Linked DNA regions of Mus musculus: region 2 is linked to region 1. The links are chromatin contacts, called in public promoter capture Hi-C maps. All regions are on one chromosome and are shown on one strand. The core of a region is the stretch at or near the end of the contact, and the rest is flanking DNA. Distances in the headings are between cores, read along the strand shown.

What was found. Promoter capture Hi-C pulls out the DNA fragments that hold promoters and counts their contacts.
Region 2: a contact with region 1 is called in a promoter capture Hi-C map of pre-B cells, with 2.7 times the contacts expected there. The contact joins the promoter of Zfp658 here to the promoter of 1600014C10Rik in region 1. A contact is called at or near these places in 4 of 39 promoter capture datasets (cranial neural crest, frontonasal cranial neural crest, pre-B cells and 1 more).

The regions. Positions count from the first base shown.
Region 1 is chr7:38,182,094-38,188,577 of GRCm38.p6, reverse strand. It overlaps 1600014C10Rik (RIKEN cDNA 1600014C10 gene), which reads right to left and starts at 4,791. Exons shown (of 4, transcript NM_028166.3): 1 at 4,679-4,791. It overlaps D530033B14Rik (RIKEN cDNA D530033B14 gene), which reads left to right and starts at 4,796. Exons shown (of 1, transcript NR_165180.1): 1 at 4,796-6,006.
Region 2 is chr7:43,560,229-43,566,637 of GRCm38.p6, reverse strand. Zfp658 (zinc finger protein 658) reads right to left here and starts at 4,268. Exons shown (of 5, transcript NM_001008549.2): 1 at 4,217-4,268; 2 at 1,795-2,024. The coding sequence starts at 1,854.

The DNA of each region.
Region 1 (6,484 bases), core at 3,542-6,041:
GTGGGCTTTGGTGTTTGCTCATTTTGTGTACTTAAAAAAAAAAGTATACATGTGTCCTGCTGCATATGTGTCTGTGCCCTCAGAAGGCAGAGACCCACTAGACTAGAGTTACAAACCATTGTGAGATACCATGTGGGTGCTGGGAATTGAACCTAGGTCCTCTGGAACGATAGCCAGTTTTCTTAACTTCAGAGTCATCTCTTCGGTGCATGTTTGCATTTGTTTTTTGAGATAAAGTCTTGCTACATATTCCAGACCAGTCTGGACTCATAATCATTTTCTCTCAGGTTTTTGAGTGCTGGGATAATAGGAGAGATACTACCACTATACCTTATAGCTGAAAGGAAGATTTTTTTAATACACTTATGAGTATTTTAACCCAATGTAACACTTTATAGCATTTTAGAAGGAGCTCCCATCTTCTGGGAAGAATTGCTTGGCCATGTGCATGCCAGAGAGGCACGCAGCCCTCTGTGCTTCTCTGAAGCCAAGAGCCTGGGCATGAGCTAACAAGCTACGGAAGGAAGCAGCCGAGTGGATGAAAGGTCTTTTCTGCCTTCTGATTAACTTCAGACTTCTGACAAATGAGGAAACAGCCTCAGCCACAGGCTTCACTTGCTCCTACCAAGCTAACCTGACCTCTCACACAAACACACTTCCAAAGTGGCTCACGAAACCTTCAATGTATAAAGGCTGTCAGGAACAGGAAAAGCCAAATCCAGATGGCCTCTTGATGTGACAAGGTATCTGAGCCAAGCAAGAAAGTGGGGAAAGGACAAGATTCTGAGCCACACTGGCACTTGCCTGCTGAGCCTGAAGCCAATAGTCAGATACTTAGCTTTAATATGGAGTGAAAATGGGGCTGAAAGTACAATTCTACATGGGAGACAATATGTTTGGCATGAACAATACTTAGAAAAGAAAAGAAAAGAAAAGAAAAGAAAAGAAAAGAAAAGAAAAGAAAAGAAAAGAAAAGAAAGATGAAGAGAGACCATTTATAGGCTAGGTCCTTGTAAAGGATGAGCAAGAGGGATGCAGAGTGATTGACTCTGCACTGTGGACCCTGTTGGGACATTACAGGCAGAGACAAGAGCTAGGCATGGTACCACAAGGCAATACTCAGTACTTGGGAAGCTAAAGCAGGAGGATTATGAGCCCGTGGAGAGCCTGGGTTAGATAGCTAGACTCTCTACCAAGATAAAAAGAATAATGATTACTTAGTTAATTAATAATAAAGAAAACCAGGAACAGTATAAACTACCGAGATGAAACAATCATAGAACAAAATAACTGAAAGATCTCCAGAGGCTGGCTGCTTGGCATGGTGGCTCATAGGCCCAATTTTGGCACTCAGGAAGTAGAAGAAAGGTCAGATGAGTCTGAGGCCAGCCTGGGCTACACAGTGAGATCTGGCTTGCCTGCCCTACAGAGCAAGAGACCATGTCTCAAAACAAGAGCCACCCGGGGGCTTGCAAGATACAGGAAACCATGGGCTTGCAAGATACAGGAAACCACAGGCAGCCCTGAAGAACAGTGAGCCTACGAGCAGTTTGCTAGGATCAGGACGCATTGCCTTGCTGGCTGGGAAGTGAGGGATAGAGGCATTGCCATAGGTGAGGTGGACTGTGCCCCACAGAGGGAGTAGTAGGTAAGGAGAGACCACACGCTGAGAGGCCACCTCATAAGGCTGCTGAGAAAAAGCAGCAGATGTGACACTTCCAAGAGACGCTTCCTGCTCCCAGGAGGCTGAGGCCTTAGTCAGCTGAGGGAACTTCCTGAGGGAGTCCCAGGCTACCATCAACAGGCTGACATTCTCCTGGGCTTTGCTTGGTTTTTCTTGATACCCAAGAACTCCGCAGAATCCAAATCTCTTCATGTAAAATTGTCTCTGAGACTCTGGGAGTTCTGGGCCCTTATAAGGAACCCACGGAGCCACCATACTGTCACAAGGGCTATTTTAAAGAACTTCTGGGGGACTGGAGAGATGACTCAGTAGTTCAGAGCATTGACTGCTCTTCCAGAGGTCCTGAGTTCAATTCTCAGCAACCCCATGGTGGCTCACAACCAACCACCTGTAATGGGATTTGATGCCCTCTTCTAGTGTGTCTGAAGACAGCAACAGTGTCATATACATAAATAAATCTTAAAAAAAAAACTTCTGGACATTGTATGTTGTGCTCTAGTCCTGGAAATGTCCAATTTTGTCACCCCCATCCCCTTTTGAGATTTCTTTACTTACTATGTAACCCAGGCTAACCTGGAACTCATGGACCTTCTGTATGGGGTTCCCAGTACTGTAGGTGTGCACCATCATCTCTGACTTCCTTATCCATGCTGACAAACTTTAGATGAATACCTTCCTTTCAAAAGACTAATACCCCACCCCCAATCTGTAAAGTAGCTAAGCACTTCCTAGTTTAGCTTTGGTGCACAGCCAGCTTTTGGGTTTTTTGTTGTTGTTGTTGTTCAGGTGCAGCCCAGGTCTCAGAGGACTGCAGGACACCACCCATACTCGGAAGCACAAGGCCTGTGACATTCTGGTTCTGAGGGCCAGCTTCAGCACCAGCACAGGCACCAGTCCAAATCACAGAATAAGAATCTGCACTCTCAAAAAGGTGGCTTCCTAACAAGACAAGGCATGTGAAGGAGTTAGGACAGAGATGCACACAGCTGCCCCCTCATCCATAAGGAACACACAGGGAGACTCCAGCAGATGCTTGAAAGTACGGTCAATCCGTCCAGCCAGCCTTTTTGCTCTGGTTTCTTGACCTTGTAACTCCTAAGCTTTGGGGCCATTGTTAAATAAAACGAGGTTACTTGAGCTCATCACTACTACTACTACTACTCAGAATGAAATTTCTAACCATATAGAACAGCCCATGACTTAAAACTTGCATAGCATTTCAAACTCATGAACTGTTCATTTCTGAATTTTTTTTTCACTTACTACTTGGCTGTGAGTAGCCGAAACTACAGAATGTAAAAGTGTGGGCAGGGTGGGGGGAGGGAGCTGGGAATGAGTACTGGACTCACCCATCTTACCCCTGATTACCTACTCAAAGAATTATCTACCTCCAGATTTGCTCTGAATAACATTAAGTCAAAGCCCATGGAGCAGAAAAGAAAAGGTTCCAACATGCACATGCCATTCTCAATCTCTACCACGCCCAGACAAGCCTTTGCCAGAAGACAAGCCAGGCTCCTTAGCAAGTGTCAGGGGGCAGGAGAGCCGGGCAAGAAAGGTTCCGCCCCAGCTGGGCTTCTGCAGTCTCCAAGGCAAGGCAAGGCTGGCCTAGGTTTCCTGAAGAGTAATTCCAGAAGTTATGGCAGCAACAGGCTTTTGTGGTGAAAGAAAGGTTTGGGACCTGGAGTCTATGTGAAAGCTTTCACTTTCTGAATTCTTCAGGCTCAAGAAATTGAAAGGTAACACGCCCCATTCTCCTCTTTCCAGGGGCCACCTCTGTCTGTCTGCGAGGAAGAGATGGGGGGCGCAGAAGACAGGACCTTCCCACGGGAGCAGAACGACTTCAATAATGCTGTCCTCAAAACAGGTCCTGTTCACCGGAAGTCCATCTGCCAGCCATAGGGAAGACAAAAGCTAACTGGGAGCCCTGATGTCCTATAGTCACCCAGACTGGAGGGAAGATGACAGCAGGGCTCCCATACACAGAGGAGGTGAAAAACTCAAACCTTTGGACAGCAGCCTGACCTGAGTCCAATCAAGTTGTGAGGAACAGAGGAGGAGGCCTCAGAGTAACAGGGGGCTCCATGTTCTTTATAGCAATCTTAGACGAAGCTGGGATTCAAATCCCCAGAGTAGAGGGAGGAAATGTGTCAGGGGTAGGGGGTGGGTAAGGGGAGGCTGCAGGGAGAAACAAACAGAAACTGAGTGGAAAACAGGTCTTTGGCCAAATAGCAATATTTGCTCCCCTGTCTGGAATTCCCCAGTTGTACTCTGTCCTCTGTGAAGTTCATCACCCTGTTCTTCCAGCCTACTAAGTTGTTTACTTACTTGATTGTTGGTATTTAAAAATAAGAAGATATCGAGGGTGTGCTGGCTCCCTCCCATAACCCCAGCATGGGGGAGGCTATGGTAGGACTCCCAGATCAAGACCAGTGAAGGTTACATAGTGAGACCCAGTCTCAAACTAACAGCAATAATACAATCTTACATATATCTTAGATCTTCCTAATTTCTCTTGAAAGATCAGAAGTGGTCAGTGGTAGGTTCGCTACATAGCTCGCAGAGTTAACTGACACCCATCACTCAGCAGCACCGTGCCCTCTGCACCCGGCCATGCATGCACCTTATCTACTTAGTCATAGAAGAACGTTTTTCAACAACAGCTCCAATTAATCTGGCCCTTTGATCCCCTGACATTCATTCCTGGCCATCCCTAAGCTAGAGCCCAGATTTCCTCCCTCTCTGGGCCAAGCACAGCAGTCCGCTAGGCAGAAGGCATAAACTGTGGGAAGACACCGCACCGCGCACGCGCACTCCCAAGCATCCAGGTTGCGGCTGGAAGCGCACGGAGCTGCTGACTACTCCAACCTCGGCGCTGCAGCTTAGGCCTTCAGTGTCTCAGGTCCTTTGCATTGAGATGAACAGCTCTAGCACTGGGCCTGACACCGTAGGGTCCCCGACCGGCTTCGCAGACCCCGGCTTCCCCGCGCGCACCTTTACCGAGCTGGAGTCTGGGACCGCCAAGGCACTGAGGCCGGCTCTGCTCTGCCAGCTCCAGAGAGGCGTTCACAGGCCACCGCCACCCTGGCTCCGCCCTCCCACCTTCCGGCTCCGCCGGCCTTCCGGGTCGCCGAGCTCTGGGTCCCCATGAGTCTGGGTCCTCAAGATGGGACAGGCCTGGGGAAAGATCTTGATGGCGGGGCGAGGCGTCCCTTCCGCGCCCCAGCGTCTGATTGACTGACACCAAGACCCAGGCTAGGAAGCTCTGTGCCTGCGGAAATGGGGAGCATCTGGGAGGGGACTCTGTGTCGCGAGGACCCGCTGCCCCCACTTCCTCTCCGCCTGGCCACCCCACTCAGTGCCCAACCTCACGTTTAGGATCTGGGACGGTTCCTGGAAGGTTCTCCTCGATCGCCCTTTGCGCTGGCTGGGTCTGTGACTTGCCGGACCCTTTCTCCCACAGGGTCCTGGACCTGGGAGATGATAGAGGGGCTTGGCTGTCAGGAGCGACTGCTGGTTAATTAACGCTGGGGCCTGCGTGGGACGCGCAGGGGCTGGTATAGCTTTCAGACCTCCTAAGACCAGAACAGAGCCCACTCCACTTGCAGGGCAAAGGGAGCCACTCAGAAAGAGAGCAGAGTAACAGAAAAATCCAGAGAGGCCTAGGGAGCAGTCCCCGCCCCCTGGTCCCAAGGACTCTAGGGCTGGCCTGAAAATATGCCAAATCTGGTATCTCTCCCAATACTGAACTTTAACCCTGAGCAAAGTCTTGAGTACGCACGGTTGTCAGTGACAAACTAGATACAGAGGGACTGGGCTAGCCAATGCCACCCAAATAGAGAGTGTGGCGAGCGAACTCCAGTCTAGGTCCAAGTGGCCCCTAGCGCGATCTGCCAGGTGGGGGTGGAGAGCTGCTGCGGGCATACAGATGATCTGTGCAGGGCCATATTATTTCTTCTTTTCTGTCTTCTTAGAAGGCCTCGAACCCCTTTTAACATCAAGATTCTCCTGGCTGGAGTGGAAAAGTCTGTGCGTTTTCGAGTAGGAGCTTTTGCCCGAGTTTGGGTGACTTTCAAGAGCCAAAGTTAACTGAGGCTAAGAATAGATTAGCTCCTTGCTCTCTGTGGAGCTATGAGGTGAGGCGCTTCAATGTCCCCCGCGGGCAGCGCCCTCTGGTGGCAAGGTCGAGAACCGGACTCGCTTGTTTTCTCCTTTGCCTAAATATCAGAAGTATGTAGCAATGATGGGAACAGGAAAGTTCAGTGGAGAATAGAGACTAGGCTATAAGACATCCACACCGACGATGAATAAAGCCCTAAAATTATCACCCTGACACCTAGAAGTGTTCCTAGACAGCCAGTAGCGGCTGAGGCCGTCTGTGAAAGAGGTGCACAGTAGGTGTGTGTACATCCACAATCCTGTTACTCAGATAGAGCTCCTTCTGAGGCAGAAAGCTCAACAATTTGAGGCTAGCTACCAGGTGCAGGGGTGTACACCTTTAATCGAAGCACTTGGGAGACAGAAACAAACAAATCTCATGAGTTTGGAGCCAGCCTGGTTACAAAGAGAATTCTAGCTGACCCAGGCTACATAGTGAAACCTTGTCTCAAACAAACAAGCAAATCCATCAGGGTTTGAGGCCAGCCTAGGCTGCAGATGGAGACCCTCCCTCAACTTTCTTCCTTCCTATCCCCAAGTTCACACACTGAAAGTCTTTAGTAGTGGACCTTTGGGAGGTGACTAGTGGCCTCATATAAGAAGCCCAAGGGAGCTTATTGTCCCCTTCCTCCATCTATGAAG
Region 2 (6,409 bases), core at 3,019-5,518, 5.4 Mb before region 1:
TCTCTTAAGACAATAACAGGTAGGTGTGGTGCACGCCTTTAATCCCAGTGCTCTGAAGAAAAAGGCAGGTGGATGGCTATCAGTTCACGGCTAATCTGGTCTAGGCTGTGAATTCTAGCCAGAGAAGGCTACACAATGAGACTCTGTCTCAAACAAACAAACAAACAAACAAAACAATAACAAGTATTAGACAGATTAGAAAGTTAAATAAATATTCTGCCAGAAAAAGGAAAAAAATCAAAAAAACTTTAATATAGAGAATTAGGGTGAAGGAGATGGCTCAGCAGGTAAAAATGATTGCTGCCCTGCTTGACCAAGATATACAGAGAGAGAGAGAAAGAGAGAGAGAGAAAGAGAGAGAGAGAGAGCTGGAAGTTGTCCTCTGACTTCCACACAATGCCTGAGTATGCACGTACCATTCCCCTACAATGAATGAAAACAAAATCTAAACAATCAATAATTTAAAAAATACAGTGGGGAATCAAGTTTGAATGGCAGGATTTCCAGAAGAGGGAGTGAAAAGGAAATAAATTTCTGATTCACACAGCATACAGAGACTTCAGGGAGAATAAGAAAGTGTTTCCCAACCTACACACTGACTCTAGCCAAAGGACAGGTGCTGCTACAGAAATATTTCCAATGCATCTCTACAGTGTGTGCATACATCTGACAAGTTATTTCATATATAAGTAATGGCATGTATGGTATACTGGAAGAATCTTGTCCAGTCATGGAGCTGTGTGAGAAGTCTGAATGCTTGTGAGCAGACAAGATCTGTGACCTCAGTTTCTTCAAAAACTATGGAGTTGTCCTTGGAATGGGTTTTCATGCTCCTTCCAGGTCAAGTGGATAGGAGTGAATTTACTTCAGGTTACTCATTACAACTGGGTATTGTTATTTGTTTACGTGTCTCTGGAAAAACATGGTTTTGCTGTGTGTGGCTTGTCTGCCCCATAAACCTTGCCCTTGTGATTAGACACACCTTACACATGTGACTCCCCTTAAGCCCTCTGAATATAAATTGTCTGATGCTTGGAATAAAGTTGGTCACTGCATGAGACTTTAGTCGGCCTCTGTTATGGTTTATGTATGTTCTACCCAGGGAGTGGCAGGCACTATTGGAAGGTGTGGCCCTATTAGAGTAGGTGTGTCACTGTGGGTGTGGGCTTTAAGAGCATCATCCTAGCTGCCTAGAAGCCAGTATTCTGCTAGCAGCCTTCAGATGAAGATTTCAGCTCTGCCTGCACCATGCCTGCCTGGGTGCCGCCATGTTCCCGCCTTCAGAATAATAGACTGATTCTCTGAACCTGTAAGCCAGCCCCAACTAAATGTCTTCATAAGAGTTGCCTTGGTCATGGTGTCTGCTCACAGCAGCAAAACCCTAACTAAGACAGCCTTATTTCTTGGCTCCATTCTCCCAGGTCTCACTGCCTCTAGAGCCATAAACAGTATGGATCTTATTTTTTGGCAAGGCATCCTCAGTCACTCATCTCTAAGACTTACCCGCTACGAATCCATGGCAAATGAACTCCTTCAAGAGACTCACAAAATTACAGTGGCTATGAAATGGGACAAGAAGATACAGGACTGAGGATATTGGGGGGGGGGGCACAGGTTTGAGGGCTGCATCTACCTAAGCACCAGGAGGCAGGACAATGAGTGACATGACAGACTAGGAGGTACAGGAGCACTGGCCCCTGTGCTCTGCTCTTAGCTGGAGGAGCCCAGGATCTGCTACTTCCCATGTCTGTCCTCCAGTTTTAGAGAACTGGGCCCTCGGCAGCTGCTGCTTACCTCACGGGACCCTTCCTGCTCCTGTGGGTGCAGTCTCTGGGCCTTCTGGGACAATTTCATGTCAGCAGGTATGTTTCCTCTCTTGCCTCTTTGCTGGCAGATGCAATTTTTCTCAGGAACTGGAAGCTGGTTGAGTGGCTAGAGGTTCCCAGGAGAGCAGCTGAGCAGAGAGGCCAGCTGTGGTGAGGTAGAAAAATCCCCCAGCCTGGCTGATGTGGCCTGCCTTTGACCTAAAGAGACAGCAGAAAGCCCCAGTGAGGGAATGACCTTGTATCCTCAGCCAACATTTGCCCATGAGTTTCTAAGTGCCCAAGACATGCCCAGTGTAGACATGCTAGAACAGATAATACTCAGAAAAGCCCTGTCTGGTATTGACCAGGGTGATGACAAAGAAAACCCAAACACCATAATCTGGGGTCTGGGAAGATGGCGCAGTGGGTAAGAGAGCTTGCTGCACCAACGAGAGGCCCTGAGTTCAAATACCTAGCTATCTGAAAAAGGCAGGCTTGGCTACAAATGCCTGTAAGTCCAGTGCTGTGTGGGACAAAGAGAGGAGGACCTCTGGGCTCACTGGCTATCCGCCTAGCTCCAGGTTCAGCGACAGACCCAACCTCAACAGACCCAACCTCACGGGAATAAGGCTGGGGTGATGGAACACGACACTCAGTAGCTTACTCTGGCCTCAGTGCAGGTGCACTTACAGACTCGCACCTATGCCCACACCCACATGCATAGACTACATACAACACACATGCCAAAACCCCAAACAACTCCCCTTCCCTGAATTACACGCCAAACACGATAGTTAGGAAGGATTCACTGCAGCTGCTGTACCTTTGACTTGTGAGGAGATAAGGAATTAACCTCGCTGATGCCACAGTGAGGGCGCAGGTGTGTACCATGGGCACTGGGGATCTGCAGTGATATGACGCTCAGCCTGCCCTCAGAACCCACACAGAAAGACACATGAGAACGAGCAAGCTGCTCAGGCTGCTCCTTTTTCTGAGCTTTGCTAAGCTGTTCAGACACAGCCCTCCCCAGTCCCCAACTTTTTGAGACATGGCCTCACTGTGTTGCTGTAGCTGGCCTGCGGCTCTCTGCTTCCTGAGTGCTGGGACTAAAGGTGTGCGCCATTGTGCCCAGCTCTCACGAGAGCTCTTTTAAGCATGCCACCAGCATTGATACAACCATTTCTCTCTCAGAAATGACAACTAAGCTTATGGGCTGTTCCAGAACACACCCTAAGAGGAAGAGCAGGACCAGTCCCGTTCCTTCCCTACTCTAAACCACACCCAGTGCCCATGATCTCGGGCGGTCTCTGTGTGCCCAGCACCCAGAACCCTTTCTCCTTCTGAGAGCAGAGATGTGGTGCAGTGTGGTGTGGTGATGGCCACTCCTGGCTCTCTGTGCCTGTCTAGACATTTTCGTTTTCATCTATGCCCACATTGACATCCTGTTTCTCTTCCTTAAATTCAATGGCTCAATCCCTTCCCTGACTTGGAAACCCTGCACATAAACACCAGGCCCTCGACACAAAACATTTCTCCCTTGTCCACAATGTTTTTATGGTACACAGGACATATTCACTGTCATTCTGGACTTTAAGTAACCTCTGATAAGTGGACTGACCACAGGATTAATTTAACCACGGGGTTAAAATGGGCATACCTAGTTCCCCAGAACGTTATTACTTTGGCAGCCAAGATGACAATTTACTAGTTTCCAGAGAATCTTCAATAAACTCAATAGTGATACCCAAGGAACATACAACCTCCAATAAGGACACAGGGTCCTTCTGCTCAAGTGCCAATCACTGACTCTTATTGTGACCATATGGTCTCAGCAGAGGCAGCATTGACCCGCCTCATGTCCCAGCCCTCACATAAAACGGCCCGGGGATTAGGATTTGCCTTTTAAACGTTTGCTTTGCAGCGCTAGCTCTCTACAGGAGACTACATGCTGGGAACGAAAAGGTCCTGTTTTACAAGCCTTGCTACCTGCACAAAGGCTCAACTTGCAGCTCCGATGCCTGTGCCCTCTTTGCATATGCAAATCCCCTGGCTTTTGTTCCACGTGTTCTTAGTATTAGTTCCGCAGGCAGAAGCCACAGGCTGACCGAGAATGGCTGGCTTTCCCAAATTAAGCCCAAACCACAAATAATCTCATTTTCCATTTGTATCTGCCTGTTCTCTTCTCGCAGGCTACTACTAGAAAGCAGCGCGATCGCCCTCAGAGACGCTAGCCCCAGGCTTGCGGTAGCTGGCTGCACTGTCTGTCTCTCTCAGCAACCCTGCTCTCCCAACTCCCATAGGATTCCCACCCCAGCTCAACCAGGGCATCCCTCCAGTAGCTGTGTCAGCTGTCACTCAACACAAATCAGCGCTCAACAGCACAGCATCCTCCCTGCGCCCCTGCCGCTCACCTCTCACAACAATGCAGAGAACTCTGCACAGGACGCGCAGTGTCCCTCCCTGCGACTTCCGCCCCCGGGCCCTCAGTGTTAGAATCCAAACTCTCCTGGAGTGCGGGCAACAATAACAGAACTGATCTGCGCGGAGATTTAAGCGGATATGACCGCTCGAGACCACTTCCGTTTACTGCGAATCAGTGTTCTTCGCCACCCTCCCACACCCCCTTTTTTCCCCTTGTGGAGGCTGGCGAAGCGCATGCGCGCTACTATTTGTGACGCTACAACTTGCCAATACTTCACTTGGATCTTCCTGTAGTTTCTGTTCCTTTAGGAGCTGTCATGGCCACTCCCACAATACAATGATACAGGGACCACCATCACAGTGTGCACATAAGCAGGCAAAGCTTGTGGACTGTGACACAGTGAAAGTCCAAGGCTGTCTCATATTTTCAGGGGATTTTACTTCCTACCTATACGTGTATATCAGTTATTTCCAAGAGACCGGGATGCTGCATATTACTAAAAATACCATTTTTTTTTCTGTATATTCTCAGGGACTTAAAAGATTTTTTTCCTCTAAACTAAGAAGTAAATAAAAAATAAATTAATAAATATAAAGAAAAAAAAAACTAGGTTTGTTGGGAAATGGGAATTGAAGCCATGTGGAATCTTTAAAGATGAAGGTCTGAAATAAATGTGACACTGAGGCTTTTCATGGGGACCAGAGGTGGAGAAAATCTGTTGTCAATGACAAGTGTTTTTATTTTAATTCTTCATTATTTATTGTGTGTTTTGCATATATAAGAAATAGTGTAGAGGAAGGTGGAGAGGGAGATAATGATAAATGGTGAGAGATCAATTGATGACGAAAACGTGCAGTACAGTAGAGGGAATAAATCCATAGGCCAAAGTCGAATATCTGAACAAAATGAACGATTGTGTGCAGTATCTCAGGTTAGCGTTCTCTAGTTCTGTGTAGACAAGAGTATAGCATTGAACATGGTATGATCCCCTGCTTCTGCTTTCCAGGGCTGGGGGGTGGGGGGGATATGCCATCATGCCTAGCTTCACATATGATTTTGATTGTCTTGAGAACAAATTATAGTACTGGTGCTCTTGTGACCAGGGTTTTGTGTCCAAAGATACAGCTCCGGGGGTCCCAAAAAGTAGTCTCAGCCACCCATCACCACATGCCAAATTATATTAAACCACATAAAAGTTAATATGCAAATATCAACTTCTGATCGATTCTCTGCTACATCTTAGCATATGATTGATACCCACACGCACTTATTGCCTCCCGGGCACCACCTTGCTCTTCCACAGGCTCTCTCCTTATGCTTATGACCTCTCTAGGCTGTAAATGTGGTACAGTGCCCATCTGTCTTGCAGCCTGAGTCACAGTCAGTCCACCAGGAAGATGGAGCACTTGCCCTGTGGAGGTGATGAAGCACAAAAGAAGCTGAAACTGTATGCCTCTCCTTCTTTGTGCTCCATGAGACTGACCTAATGGGCAGCTGAGGAAGTTGCCCTGTCCATACCATAAAACCACCCCATGCATCAGGAGGCTGAACCACAGATACCCTGAAAAACATTGTAGGTCAGGCATGGTGGAACACAACCTTAATCCCAGCACTTGGAAGGCAGAGGTAAGCAGATTTTTGTGAGTTCCAGACCAGCCTGGTTTATACAGTGAGTTCCAGGCCAGCTAGGGCTACACAGTGAGATGCTATATTAAAAGAAATAACAGAAATGTATACAAAACAAACTGTCTAGGAGGGTAAATTAGGTACCTGGAAGTAGTTGCTACAGTACTCAGGGCACAACACCTTAAATTGGACCTGAGATGTTTTAAGCATGAGGTGGAGAACAGAATTTTCCAGAAAAGAGTGGAAGTGAGGGTGGATAAATAAGGAAGTTCATAATAAATTCCTGGAGCTGCATGTGAGAGAGGAGGTCCCGTGATGGTGAGATTATAGGTGTCACCCAAATCCCAAAGAAGGAGCTGAGCTGGAAATGACTGTGAAAGAGCATAAGCAATTATTTATTTATAAATAGGGTCTTATGTGCCCCAGGTTAGCCTCAAATTTCCTGTGAAGCCAAAGATCAGCTCAAGTTCTGATCCTCCTGCCTCCACCTCCTGCGTGGTTAGATTACAGGAGTATAATGTATGCAGTGCAGGATATCAAGCCCAGGGTTTCTCCC